Linked DNA regions of Sus scrofa: region 1 is linked to region 2. Evidence: chromatin contacts called from public Hi-C data. All regions are on one chromosome and are shown on one strand. The core of a region is the stretch at or near the end of the contact, and the rest is flanking DNA. Distances in the headings are between cores, read along the strand shown. Region 1 has its middle 250 kb from the start of SLC30A5. Region 2 overlaps LOC102159645 (a long non-coding RNA gene).

Region 1 (6,253 bases), core at 2,840-5,339, 190 kb before region 2:
GGATCCTTATTCCACTGAGCAAAGCCAGGGATCAAACCTGCGTCCTCATGGATACTAGTCGGATTCATTACCACTGAGCCACGACAGGAACTCCCATCATGGATTTTTTGCATTACTTTTGATTGAGGAAAAAAAAACGCATTGCATTAAAATGTTCTTTATCTTGACTATGTTTTTTTAATTTATTATTTATTGTTATTATTATTGTTATTTTTAATAGTTATTTCCCCAATACAATTTTTTTTTGATCCTTAAATTTTACTCCTGAGATGAGTGCTTCCCTTGCCTCACTCTGGCCCCAACCCTGTCTGCTAGAGATGGATGCATGAATTACATGCAGTTTTGAGCAAGTATGAATACTGTCGCTCTGCACATTGCTGTACATGTCTCATGGTAAGCAAATGTATGCATTTCTGAAAGTATATACTTAGGAGTGACATTTCCGTAGACAACTTTTTGATGGAAGGCTTGAGGTAGGGCCAGGGGGCTTTTGTTTTCCCTTCCATGTTGCCTTTCCTTCCAAAATTGTTTTGAGAATGTCTTCAGCCTTAGTATGTTGTCAAGAGAGAACTTGATGGAAAGTCAAGCACCAGGCTCACTGGCACATGTGTACATCAGGGCTCCGGGATGCCTGGGAACCAACCATGTGCATGAGGAATACCTTGAAGACACAGGGTGGTCCCTTGCAAAGGAAAGTCCCTTAGAAACACGATTCCCTGATGCTAATTGGCCAAGTTTGGGTATCAGCTGATTCTAAGAACTAAATTGGGTCCCTTTCCATTTTTTCATATTCTCTGCAGGAGTTAGTATTTATTTGAAATTGACACAGAGTTATAGAAAACAAACTTATGGTTACCAAAGGGGATAGTGGGGTTGGGGAGAAGAGATAAATTAGCAGTTTGGGATTAACACATTCACATGACTATATGTAAAATAGGTAAGCAACAAGGACCTAATAGAAAAGAGTCTGAAAAATATGTATGTATAATTGAATCACTTTGCTGTATGCTTAAAACAAACACAACATTGTAAATTAACTACACTTCATTTTAAAAGAAATTAGTATCTTCTTCCTGAAAGTTTGAGAAAACTTACTCATGAACCCTTTTAGAAATGAAATCATTCAACATGCATAATTAAAAGAAAAATCCCGTGTATATTATTCAGTTTTCTACTTTTTCTTGAGATGATCTTTCTTGAGGAAAGGTTCGTTAAGATTTTCGGATGTGCTAGTACATATTAATTTCTTGCCCCTTAAAACAGTCTTCTCTTTGTTGTTATATAATCTTATTTTCATCCTGATAATTCTGCCTTTAAAAATTTTTTTTTTTAGTGGAGTTTTTATTCCCACTTATTCTTGAATTAATAAAGGATATCAACCCTTTGCAAATACTTCTTAGGGATTTTGTTATTTTAAAAAATATGTTTTTGACCAACAAAAATTTATAAATTTTATTTGATAAAGTCTGAATTTTTTCCCTTTGTGACTTCTCTCATTGCTTCTGTGTTTAGAAATTCCACCCCATTCCAATATTAAAATTTATCTATTTTAAAATTTTCTTGTAATTTTAATTTTTTATACTCAGTTATTTAGAAATTTCTTTGATACAAGGTAGGTATTTAAATTGTTTTTCCCACCAAAAATTTCTGGCTACTCTTAACATTATTATTATTATTATTATTATTATTATTATTCTTTTTAGAGTCTATATTTTTTTCTGTGGTTTATTTTTTAATCCCTTTATTAGCTACTAAATTCTCATATGTTTCTGATTTAATACAATGTGTGTTCCTGAAAAATCTCTCCTGCAAAATGGTGCATTAAAAATAACAGGAATTATGAGGAAAATAGGTTTAGAGTTTAGCCACTAAAAACTTAGCCTACTTCATGACAAAATTACTGCAATTGTCATTCAAATTTTAGCATGGTTAGACCTTCATTGGCATTTGTACCCATTATCAGACAGTCCGTCATTTATAGCTATCAAGCTCAGGGCTTTGAGATATAGATCTTTGGAGCTATTTACTAAATATAGACACGTTTTTATTAAAATTAAAATCTGATATGAAGTATAGCCTTTCTTAAAAAAAATCAGGCTTTTTTTTTTTTTTTGGCCTTTAAGGGCTGCACCGGCAGCATATGGATGTTCCAGGCTAGGGGTTGAATCGGAGCCACAGCTGCCGGCCTACACCACAGCCACAGCAACACCAGATCTGAGCTGCATCTGCTACCTACACCACAGCTCACAGCAATGCCGGATCCTTAACCCACTGAGCGAGGCCAAGGGTCTCCATCATTCCTTGAGATGGGACTACGGTAGGAGAATAAATGTGGGTATTTGGGACATTTTAAGTTGGAGGTGTCAGAGATCCTTATCTAAGGGGGAAGATACTTAGCCAAGGGGGAGGGCAGAAGGGTCTTTGGTTCCTTTGATTTGATAGATCCAATCTGCAGATTTAGATTTAGGGGTGGTCAGCCTAAAGACAGTAATTGAAACTGTAAGATCAAGTGCGATGGCCCCAGGAGAATAGATAGAATGAGATTTATGAGAGGAAGTGGAAGAAAGCTCTAGAAATGGGAATCCTCTTAGGGCTGCCATTTGAAGTTTGTGTATTGCTTTCCCATCTGGTCGTGAATGAGCTCCTGTCTCCTAACTTTCAGAAAATGGCACACGGAAAGGCCGGCAGGAAACTGCTTGCGCCTGCGTGCCTGAGGCCAGGTTTTCCTGATTAAAACTCCCCCTGGGCTTGTGGTGTTGCATCTGTGGCTTTCCTTGGCATGACCTTCTATTTTGAGAGAACTTTTTTGGAGGGACTGATCTTTTCTTCTCATTTCTCCCCTGGTTCAGCTTATGCTATAATATTTACATTGGCCACTTGCCTTTCTTTTACCAGTTGGGACTGGTTGTATCCCCCAAACCCGTTTTAGAGAAATAAAAATGGAAATGCCAGGTTTAAAACAGAGAGTTTGCCAAAGATGTGTCTTCGTTTTGCTGACAAGAGAGAGCAAGCCCACCTATGGCAGATCAGCCCATTTCTAAATCTAAATGCACACTGGCTGTCCTGGCTTTGTGTGGTCCCCCTCTTCCCTCTACCTTGGTGGGAAGAGAATCAGCTTCAATAGAACCATTTTGCACTTCTCCTTGGTAAGTGAAATTCATTTTCCAGCATCGACTGCAAATTGTGAATTATTAATAGCCTCCCCAATGTATTCCACTGGCCTAATCTGATCCTGCCCTGTCTAAATTGGTTTTGATTCTTCTCATTTAGAAGAGACTTTTGCCATCATTGAGAACATTTCTTATTTGTATTAATGCATGGGTGTTCTCTCCAACAAATTCTAAGCATGACATCAATTTTTGGAGGGTCTATTTGTTTAAAATGCTTTCATAGGATACTGCCTATATCTTTGTTTTGTATTTCAGAGTCATGCAGAATAATTCCAATGTCTCTTCCAAAAGACAGACTTTCAAATATTTAAATTCAAATATTTGAACTCCTTTTTTTCCTCTCCTTTCCTCTAAATTTCCCTACTCTCCCCTCCTACACATGACAGATACTGTCACTGTCTTTTCTGGAGTTCAACCAAATCTAAGTCTTTTCAGTTTAGGGTCTACTCTTTAAGAGGGAATCTGATAAAGTGATCACACTTGTGAAGATACTTGAAACTAACAATTTGGGTACATCATTTCTACGAAGACAGCCTGAGATCCAATACATTTTTTGGCAACTATGGTTACACTCTTGCCTTATATTCTGTTGAGTTTCAAATAAAACTTCCTATTATTTTCATGAGAATTAGCATCTTCCTTATTCAGAAGTTGTGTGGAGGATCTTATATTTCTTCTAGTTAGATGACATCTCGCTAGACTTACCCCATTGTTTGAGTTTATCTCTCTTTGGATCTTGATTCTGTCTTGCAAACTTGTTAGCAATTAACCTCAGGATTTTGTCATATGCACACTTGAGCCCCATTTCCTCCTTCAGATCACTGATTAAAATAAAAGTTGTTGAGGAAAGTGTCAAGGAAGGAAAACTGCCAGACACCTTTGTCTGCATTGACGTCACTCCATTAGCCAATACACTTTGGTTAATGTGTAATTTAGGTAAAGCTTACTTAGGTTATGCTGCAGTCATAAACAGTCCTCAAATCCTAGAGGCTTCCAACAAGAAGAGTTTATTTCTCACTCACAGCTTATGCTGACTCTTGTTCAGCTGTGGCTCTACTCTCTTTGCCTTCATTTATGGGCCAGGAAGAAGGAGAAATCCCAACCTGTGATTTCCTTTTTTCATGGCAAAGAGAAAAAGAGATGCTGCTAATCCACACTCAGAGAGTCCTAGAGCTTCTGCTTGAACGTGGATGTGCCCTATCCCTTCACACACTATTGGTCAAAGCAAGTCATGTGACCAAGCCCGACATTGTTGGGACAAGTGTGCATACTCCTTCTAGGATATTCTAGAAGTATGGAAATGAGTAGCAGAAGTAATTAAACAATCATTTGGTAAAACACTCTTTCTTTTTTTTTTTGTTTTTTTTTTTTTTGTTTTTAGGGCCACACCCATGGCACATGGAGGTTCCCAGGTCAGGGGTCTAATCAGAGCTACAGCTGCTGGTTTACACCATAACCACAGCAATGTGGGATCCGAGCTTCATCTGTGACCTACACCACAGCTCATGGCAATGCCAGATCCTTACCCACTGAGTGAGGCCAGGGATGGAACCCGAGTCCTCATGGATACTAGTTGGGTTTGTTTCCGCTGTGCCATGACAGGAACTCCTGGTAAAACTATTTAATACTTGTGTATCAGTTCCAAAATGTTTTCACACGTCTGTGTTGTGAGGCTAGTGCTGTCATCTCTGTTTATCAGATAAGGTCCTGAGAGGGGGTGTCTTGTTATAGCTAGCAAATTAGGACTTAACTGCAAATATTCTGAAACCTACAATGGCCTTCCCAATTCCGATGGTGATGATAACAAATATTACTTTTATTTATTTATTTATTTTTGTCTTTTTGCTATTCCTTTGGGCTGCTCCCGCGGCATATGGAGGTTCCCAGGCTAGGGGTCGAATCGGAGCTGTAGCCACCGGCCTACGCCAGAGCCACAGCAACGCGGGATCCGAGCCATGTCTGCAACCTACACCACAGCTCACGGCAACGCCGGATCGTTAACCCACTGAGCAAGGGCAGGGACTGAACCCGCAACCTCATGGTTCCTAGTCGGATTTGTTAACCACTGCGCCACGACGGGAACTCCTATTACTTATATTTATTGATGCAATTTACCTGGCAGGTGCCGTTGAGCATGTGTGTTTTATTATTGTATTGAGCAGGATAATTAGCTCTAGCTGTCTCAGTAGATGAACCTCAAAATCCCAATATCTTAACAGTAAGATTGTTTCTCTTTCACATCATAATCCCATGCGGAGTGGGTAGCTCTTCAGGACTAGCTCTTTAAGTGGTGACTTGGGAACCTGGGTTGTTTCTATCGTTTAACTGGGCCATTTGGAAAATGTGCTCTCTGAGGCTCCATTGCAAGGTGAGAGAGAGAGGGAGAGAGACAGACAGAGAGATGTAGATATGGAGGAACTGGCAGATGTTTTTGAGGACAAAGCTGGGAATTGGCTCACATCTTTTCCACCCCTATGCCATTATCCTGTGTTAGTCACATGACCTCCCCTAACTGCATGAAGACTGATAAATAAGCAGAGCACCAGATATTTGGTGAACATGAATAGTCCCTGGCACAAAGTTACAATCATTATCATCCTCATTTTTATAGATGAGAAGACTGAAGTGGAGAAATGTTAAGTACTTTTTATTGGGCTCCTCTATAGTTGTGAAGTAGATGGGATCTGAATCTAGAGAGTCATGTTTCAGAATCTGTGCTCTTGGCAGCTGCCCTGCCCTGCCTCTCATCTTTTATCCTGATGAGCTGGATTATGAATATATTGACCTAGGCTGGGATGCAGCCATATGTATCCATTTGTCAAAAACATCATCAAAGCCTTTTAAACTATTCTATTGAAATCCTGATACATTGGAGATACCATGATCATATTGCTATTAAAAAATTCTCTAGAGTGGTTACAGCAGGATTAATTAGCAGTGAGTACTCTTTTAGGGGGAGGGTTAGTTTATTTGTGTCTCATGAGGACTTAGCACTTCTAGACCCAAAGTGGCCACAAGGACAAGGACAAGGGATGTCTCAGAGGAAACCAGGGGAGCAGATGGCCTACCTGCACCCCCATGCC
Region 2 (7,040 bases), core at 3,775-6,274:
TGAATCCTTAACCCACTGAGCAAGGGCAGGGATTGAATCCGCAACCTCATGGTTCCTAGTCAGATTCGTTAACCACTGCGCCACGACAGGAACTCCCTAGCCTTAATGTTTTTAAACGCTACCTACTCCCTTTAATCTTCCCTATTCCACTAGCTTATTTTCTTAAAGAGGTGATCTAAGTTCTTGGTGTGACGTTTTGTGATTGCTCATTCATGTAGGCATTTTTGTGACTCTATTATGTTGCCATGTTAATTTCAAGTAACACCTAATTAAACACATTTGCTAAGAGCAAATAGAGTTCAAAGGCTTCCATAAAAATATGGCATTCGATAACCAATTTAGTTAACTTTGCAAGTTAGCTTAGGTCTCCTTTGAACACTCTGTCCTTTAATTTGGAGTGCCCAGAATGTGATCTTCAAATGAGAGATTTAGGAAATATTTGGAAACCTGTAATGTGCAATATAAATTTTAGATAATCACAATAATTGCAATAACCACATCCTCCTACAACACATTTGGAGAACATTTTGTATAGTGGAATGTCATGTGACCAAGTAAGGCCTCCTCTCTTCTCTTCCATAAAAAGATTCAGAGTTCCTAACACTGGCCTAACATGGACAAGGATCTTGTCTGTGTGGTCAAGGTATTGAGTGCCCCATCCCAAAGAATCCTCCAGTACCCCGCAATCAGCTTAAGTCCCGACTCCTTTGTCTGGTATTATATAAACCAGAGGGCACCAGCTGCAGATTTTACTTTCCTTTCTCCCCCCCCCCATTACATTTTGTCCTCTCTATTCTCTCCAGCCAACTAATTTGCTCCCCAGGTCATCAATCTCCAATTCTAATTTCTGTTTTAAGGACTACCTTAAATCATCATGAAATTATAAGTGGAGGGAGGCTATTTGGAGTCTTATGAATAAGTATCCCGAAGTTCATGTATGAAGGCCCATCCCATGTAGATCACGTTGGAAGGATAAACAGGCCAAATCGTGGAGGGCTCTGTGCCCTAAGCGAAGGCATTTCAACTTCATCCTGAAATTAGGGGTAGTTTGTTTTTTTAAGGGACTTTAAACAGATTAGTATTTGACTAGATTTGCATTTTAGATATATTATTCTGAGAGGGGTACAGTGATAGATGAACCTTATATGAGGGGGTGTGTTGGGTGGGGTGGAGTGGGCAGTGAGAGCGAGCTTGGGGGCAGATAGGTTAGTGAGGGAGGTACTGCGATGGAGCAGGCAAACAGTGGTAAAACGGAACTAAAACAATTGCAAAGGGAATAGAGAAAAAGGAATGAGATAGGAAATTGATGACATTTAGGCAGTGGCATCTACAGGACATAGTGAGTATGTGAACGTGGGGGTCTGGGAATCAAATGGAAGAGTATGTAAGCAGATGAGAGAGCTGGGTCAACAAAACCGTCCTAATTTGTCCAGGTGGAAATAAGAGCTCCTTCCTAGAATAAACTGTCATTGTTTACCCTTCCTTATGGCTCTCATAGCATTCTACTTTGTATCTTTTTATTAATGTCTTCTATTCTGCTACTGAGAGGTGAATTCCTCAGGTTTAGGGACAGTTGTTTGTCCTTCTGTTATATTACTGAAATACCTAATTCTATGCCTGCGACTAACTAAATACTCAATAAATGTGTTGAATGAATGAGTGAGTGAGTTGTTTTATAGTATTCTACAATTTGTGAAGTACTTTCATGTGCGTGAATGATTTGATACAACATCTTTAAGAAAGGTGTGTATGGCAGTTGATATTATTCTCATTTTTCAGATGAGAAAACCTATGGTCAGAAATATTAATATGACAGCTAGTAATTGGCAAAACTAGGCTTACTACATCTGGTCCATCATCCACCACTCAACCACACTATTTTTCATTACAAAGGTCCCATTGTTCTCATTCAGAACTATTTATTCTTTTTTTTTTTTTTTTTTTTTTTGTCTTTTTAGGTCTGCACTCTTGGCATATGAAAGTTCCCAGCCTTAGGGATTGAGTTAGAGCTGTAGCCACTGGCCTCTGCCACAGCCACAACAATGCAGGATCTGAGCTGTGTCTGTGACCTACACCAAGCTCACAGCAATGCCGGATCCTTAACCCACTGAGCAAGGCCAGGGATCAAACCTGTTTCCTCATGGATGCTAGCCAGATTTGTTTCTGCTGAGCCACAGTGGGAACTCCAGAACTGTTTATTATTAATAAATTAAGTATCAGATTTTCTGGCCAGTACCATGTTAAGTACCACAAAAATAAAAGATGGAAAGAAATGGAGTAGGATGACCAGAACCAACCCACAGAGTAAGTGTGGTAGAGTTCTCAGCAACAGGTAAAAACAAACAAACAAACAAGAAAACACGTGAGGAAAACAATATCTATCAATAATAGCTGTTGATACATAGCATCATTTTCTCCCTTCCAAATGTTTCTTTTACTAGAAGGGTTTAGGTTTTGGTTTTACCAATAAGAGGTGCTCACACAAGATGCAGAAGTTGAAAAGGAAAGGCTGTTTGGGGTCACAGATTGAGCAGGCATGTGGACATTAGGAGACAGCAAAAGGAAGTTTATTCAAGGACTTCCAGATAACCAACTGAGAGTCACCTACTCTTGTATGACAGTTAGTTAAGGTCATGGGTAGCATTCTCCAATGAAGCCTTCATTTCCTGAATTATTAAATGCCAGTTGTGGTACCCCTGATCTTTGCACCGCCTAGCCTTTCCAATAATTGCATATACTGCTAAATCCTTGTATTAAATTCTGTCATGCTTTAAGTACCTAGAGGGATTGTGTTTTCCTAACTCAAACACCATAAAGAGAGAACACAAGTATTAAAAAAGTATTATAGGAGTTCCCTTGTAGTGCAGCGGATTAAGGCTCTGGTGTTGTCAATGTAGTGAGGCGGGTTAGATCCTTGGTCGGGGAACTTCCACATACTGTGGGCACAGCCAAAAAAAAGTATTAAATACCTGAAACTTACACAGTATTGTAAATCAACTATAGTGAAATTTCTTAAAAGTATTGCAAGCTAAGATCAAATAGTTTATAGGCAAATAGCCTTATTCACCTTAACCACCTTTAGAATATTCTTTTAATACAATGTGGTCCTTTATTTACAAATACAGAGAAGTGGATCACAGACTGATGAACATTTCTACTCAAAGTGGTTTAAATACAAACCTCCAGTAGTTTGAGATGCTGAGGCTTGATACTTAGAACATTTAGTTATCTAGAAAATTTAGCTCTTCAGATGACCCCATTCCCCTAAAACACTGGCAGAAAGCTAAAGTTTTACCACTGGTAGAATGGCATTTCACAATGGGCATATACAGGAATGAAAGATTGCTAAACTTGAAATTTCATGTATAGTCGTGTTCAGGTGGGTTGCTGATAGATGGATTAAAAAATTTTTTTTTATCGTAACCCGTGGGTTGATGGAAAGATTCAAATGAACTGGCATCAGAGTGCCAAAAATTTCCATGCATTCCTTTGGGATTTTTTTTTTTCTCAAAAAAATAAATAAATAAATAAAATGTAGTTCTTAATTCCTGGAAAAAATTTCCAAACACTATGACCTCACCTTTCATCAATACTCTTATTGTCCTTTGCTTTTCTAAATTCTTCTGGTCCATGCAGATAATAAAAGCCCCCTGTCAGCCATCCAGCTGCAGTGATGACCTTCCTTTCCAGTGAGCATTTCTTATTCATTTGCTGCTTTGTGCTAGTTTCCTAGGCTAGACAGCACATTGGCTTTGGTTCAGTTCTTACTATCTTGGTGAGGGAGGAGGTGAGCAGCTCACCTTTCCCTCAGGTCAATGGATTGCTGCCTTTTATGGTGCTGGGGCAGGCTGAGTTATTCAATAACTATTAGGCATTTCCACTGAACTCCCAAGGCATGTAGGCAATTTCGGTGTTTCAGGAACTTATTTCCCCACAAATACATTTGACACTGAATCAAACCTGGATGAGCCAAATTTTATTTTTCCAAATTTGAGGGATGGGTAAACCTGGCTTTGTGTTCAGTTCACTGAATATCTCAGAACAATTTTTCAAATGTCCTGGGTTTGGCCAAAACCAAATCTACTCTGCCAAACATTTTATTTAATTTAATAATAATAATAAAAACCTCAAATTATATCCATATGTTTGATTCACTTTTTGCACTCAATCCATCAAAATATTTTGTAAGAGTTATCTGAAGTCCAAGAGGACTTCTATGCCATTAGAAAAAAGAATGAGCCAGTGTAAGCTTTTCTCATCCCACGTTTTTTTCCCCTGCTCATGGGGAAGTTCTGTCTTCCCAGTCCCCATCTGACTCAAGCCTTATCTGTACTCTTGCTCCGCTCCCATTCCACACCAGTTCTAGTCTTGTCTGATCACTAATTGAAGTGACTCCTAGAGACGTTATCCACTTTGCCTTCCCTGTGCTGACTGAGGAGGAAATAAGTAAAAGACAGGAAAAAGTGAAGAAAAAACCCTGTAGCTTTTGCTTTAGGAAGGAGCCCAGTTGCTATAGTAACTTGCATCTTCTGTGACCATGGAATTGAATGAAGAGACATATTCCCACGTATCTGTGGGTATATTTGGTGTTTAAAGGGGATAAGAGAGATGGTCAAAAGCTCCCCCTTCTAGATATGATCTACAGAGGTAGCTCCAACAGAAAGATTTGGGGAAAGAAAGAAAACCAACTACTGGAAAGCTGCTGGCTAACTTCTACTGATTTAAAGTTTAAGATAGATTGGACAGGAAGACATGCAGCTGGCTGATTGGAAAGGAGACTGTAGGTTCCATACATTGATGTATTTACTTTGTAGGCTAGCTGGGCTTCTCTGGGCACCTGATGATCCACTGGTGACTGAAGAGAAGGAGGGAGGGTCAGAAAGGGAGGCTGGTAGCCTTGGCTGCTCTCTTCAATGAGGTAATCCTTTCTCAGTGCTGCACTGCCATCCCTGTGTCCGCTGCCAGTGCCCCGAGAGCTCCAGATGCAATTGATCTCATTATAGATCAGAACAGAGTTGGCTTGGACAGCCTGTTCTTTCCTAGTGGTTAGGACATAGCATATTTTTCCTCCCCCTCCCTCTCTCCCTCAGCCCTATCTTAGTCTCTTGGCTGAAGGTTCTTTTGTCTTTGGATTAATCTAGGGTTAATCAGAGTTTATTTACTTGCCGCAAGCCTTGAGCTGACAAGGTAGACACAGTCTTCAGATATCTCTGAAAACCCGCTCCCATTGTCAATGTGTGCTCTAATTTGTTTAACCTATGTCTATATTGGACTCCAACTGACCCGAAGAAACTGGGCACATGGTTTAAGATTAAATCAAAGGTTAGTTCTGCCCTTATCTTAGATGGAATTCTCATTCTGATGCTGACTTGCCAGGAGGCTTCTCAGTACTTTGTTTCTCTTAGAGAGTATTGAATAGAGGAATCATGGGACCTGAAAGGAATTTCAGCCGCTCTCTGTCTTCGCCTCCAGTAAGGACTGCACTTCAGAGATTCTCCTCTGAATTTTAAAAAGTGAAAAACCAAACAAAACAAAGTCCCTTAATAGCGAGCTCCTTCTTCAAACTGTCTAGAGAGAAACCCACACACTCCTTGCTAACGTGTTCCATAATTTCTGTAATGAAAGGCAGTCCCTAATGAAGGTAATTATGGGGGGCAGAGATGAGGGGTGATGAGTTGCCTTTCTTTCCGAGGGAAAGTAAGCAGTAAAAAGCAAGAGCTGAACACAGTTCTGTGGTTTGTGAGTTTGCAGAACTTTTTCCTTACCTGGACCCCAGAAACAAGCTCTAGTTTGACTCTGAGTTTCTTGGTATGTATAATGAAGAGCCCTCAGTTTCCTTACAACTCTAAGATTGTTCTTGTTGGTAATTCCATCCACTTGGGAAATCAGTTGTTGGATTCAGAAGAAAAATGCAATTGCTGACCACTGGTTGTTTCACATCCGTCTCAGAAATCTTCCTTACTTGCATGCTACCCAGACAGGATATGTAGACTTTTCTTTTTGGGGTCCATGCTAAAGTTTCATGCTTTAGAGTTACTAGTAGAGTCTCCTAAACTTTTTCCCTCATTTTTTTCTTTTTTTTTTTTTCCTCACTTGTGGCATAGAGAAGTTCCCAGGCTAGGGATCGAATTGGAGCTGCAGATGCTGTCCTAAGCCACAGCCACAGCAATGCCACATCTGAGCCCCATCTGTGACCTACACTGTGGTTCACCGGCAACACCAGATCTTTAACCCACTAAGTGGGGCCAGGGATCAAATCTGTGTCCTCATGGATACTAATCAGGTTCGTTAACCACTGACCCACCATGGGAACTCTGAGTCTCCTAAACTTTCTGCCACCAAAGACAAACACTAGCCCCTGGGAAACCATGAAGCCTGAGAGTCAGCGGTATCCCGCATGAGCCATTGCTATGATACAGGAACACTAAAGACAAGCCTTTATCCACAAACGCTGGGCTTTCTTATAATGGATCTTTATTATTGAGGTGGTTAGGCATGCTATGTTTTTTCTCACTGTATAGCTCATCCCTTATTTTCTTCTCTATACATAAGGAATTTCTAATAGACTTTAGATTCTATGGGAAAGGATATAATAGGAAGAAAAGACATGGTTTTTAAGTAAAGAAAACCCCGATGTTTCAGGATTATTGATTTTAATGTTCTAGTGATATTACCATTGCTTGGCAGCATTTACTCAGGGAAAGACAGAGTTCCCACTTGGGCTGGAGTGATGCTGAGCAAGCCACTTACAAAGCAATTTTGAAGTTATGAACAGAAAGTATAGATAACGATGTAATTTGAAGCGGAGAAATAAGCCTCAGTAAGCCAGTCCTCTATAAGGCACAGTGTTTAAAGTTTGACATCTGGAAACCCCTTAAGGAATAGATTACTGATGTCAAACAAGAGAAAAAAATTAATCATGATGTCTTAAAAATAAAACATTTTAACTTAATATGAATAAGAATAGCCTTGTCTCAACATCAGATATTTGAGCTCTAGGCCAGATTCTACTTCCAGGCAGCTAAACTTTTACTTTTTCT

The links. Hi-C and Micro-C count contacts between places; a contact is called where the count stands out from the background.
Region 1: a contact with region 2 is called in a Hi-C map of liver, with 3 times the contacts expected there. The contact joins two enhancer-like sites. A contact is called at or near these places in 2 of 47 Hi-C or Micro-C datasets (liver and skeletal muscle).

The regions. Positions count from the first base shown.
Region 1 is chr16:47,029,042-47,035,294 of Sscrofa11.1, reverse strand. No RefSeq gene overlaps it. Among named protein-coding and RNA genes, the nearest start is that of SLC30A5, 250 kb to the left of the region's middle. Within about 2 kb of position 4,089, at least 6 of the 83 cell types and tissues checked have an H3K27ac peak or open chromatin away from gene starts, as enhancers often do. A contact at or near this core is called in liver, where this site is marked.
Region 2 is chr16:46,836,080-46,843,119 of Sscrofa11.1, reverse strand. All of the region lies in intron 2 of LOC102159645 (a long non-coding RNA gene), which reads left to right. Among named protein-coding and RNA genes, the nearest start is that of PIK3R1, 400 kb to the right of the region's middle. Within about 2 kb of position 5,024, at least 12 of the 83 cell types and tissues checked have an H3K27ac peak or open chromatin away from gene starts, as enhancers often do. A contact at or near this core is called in liver, where this site is marked.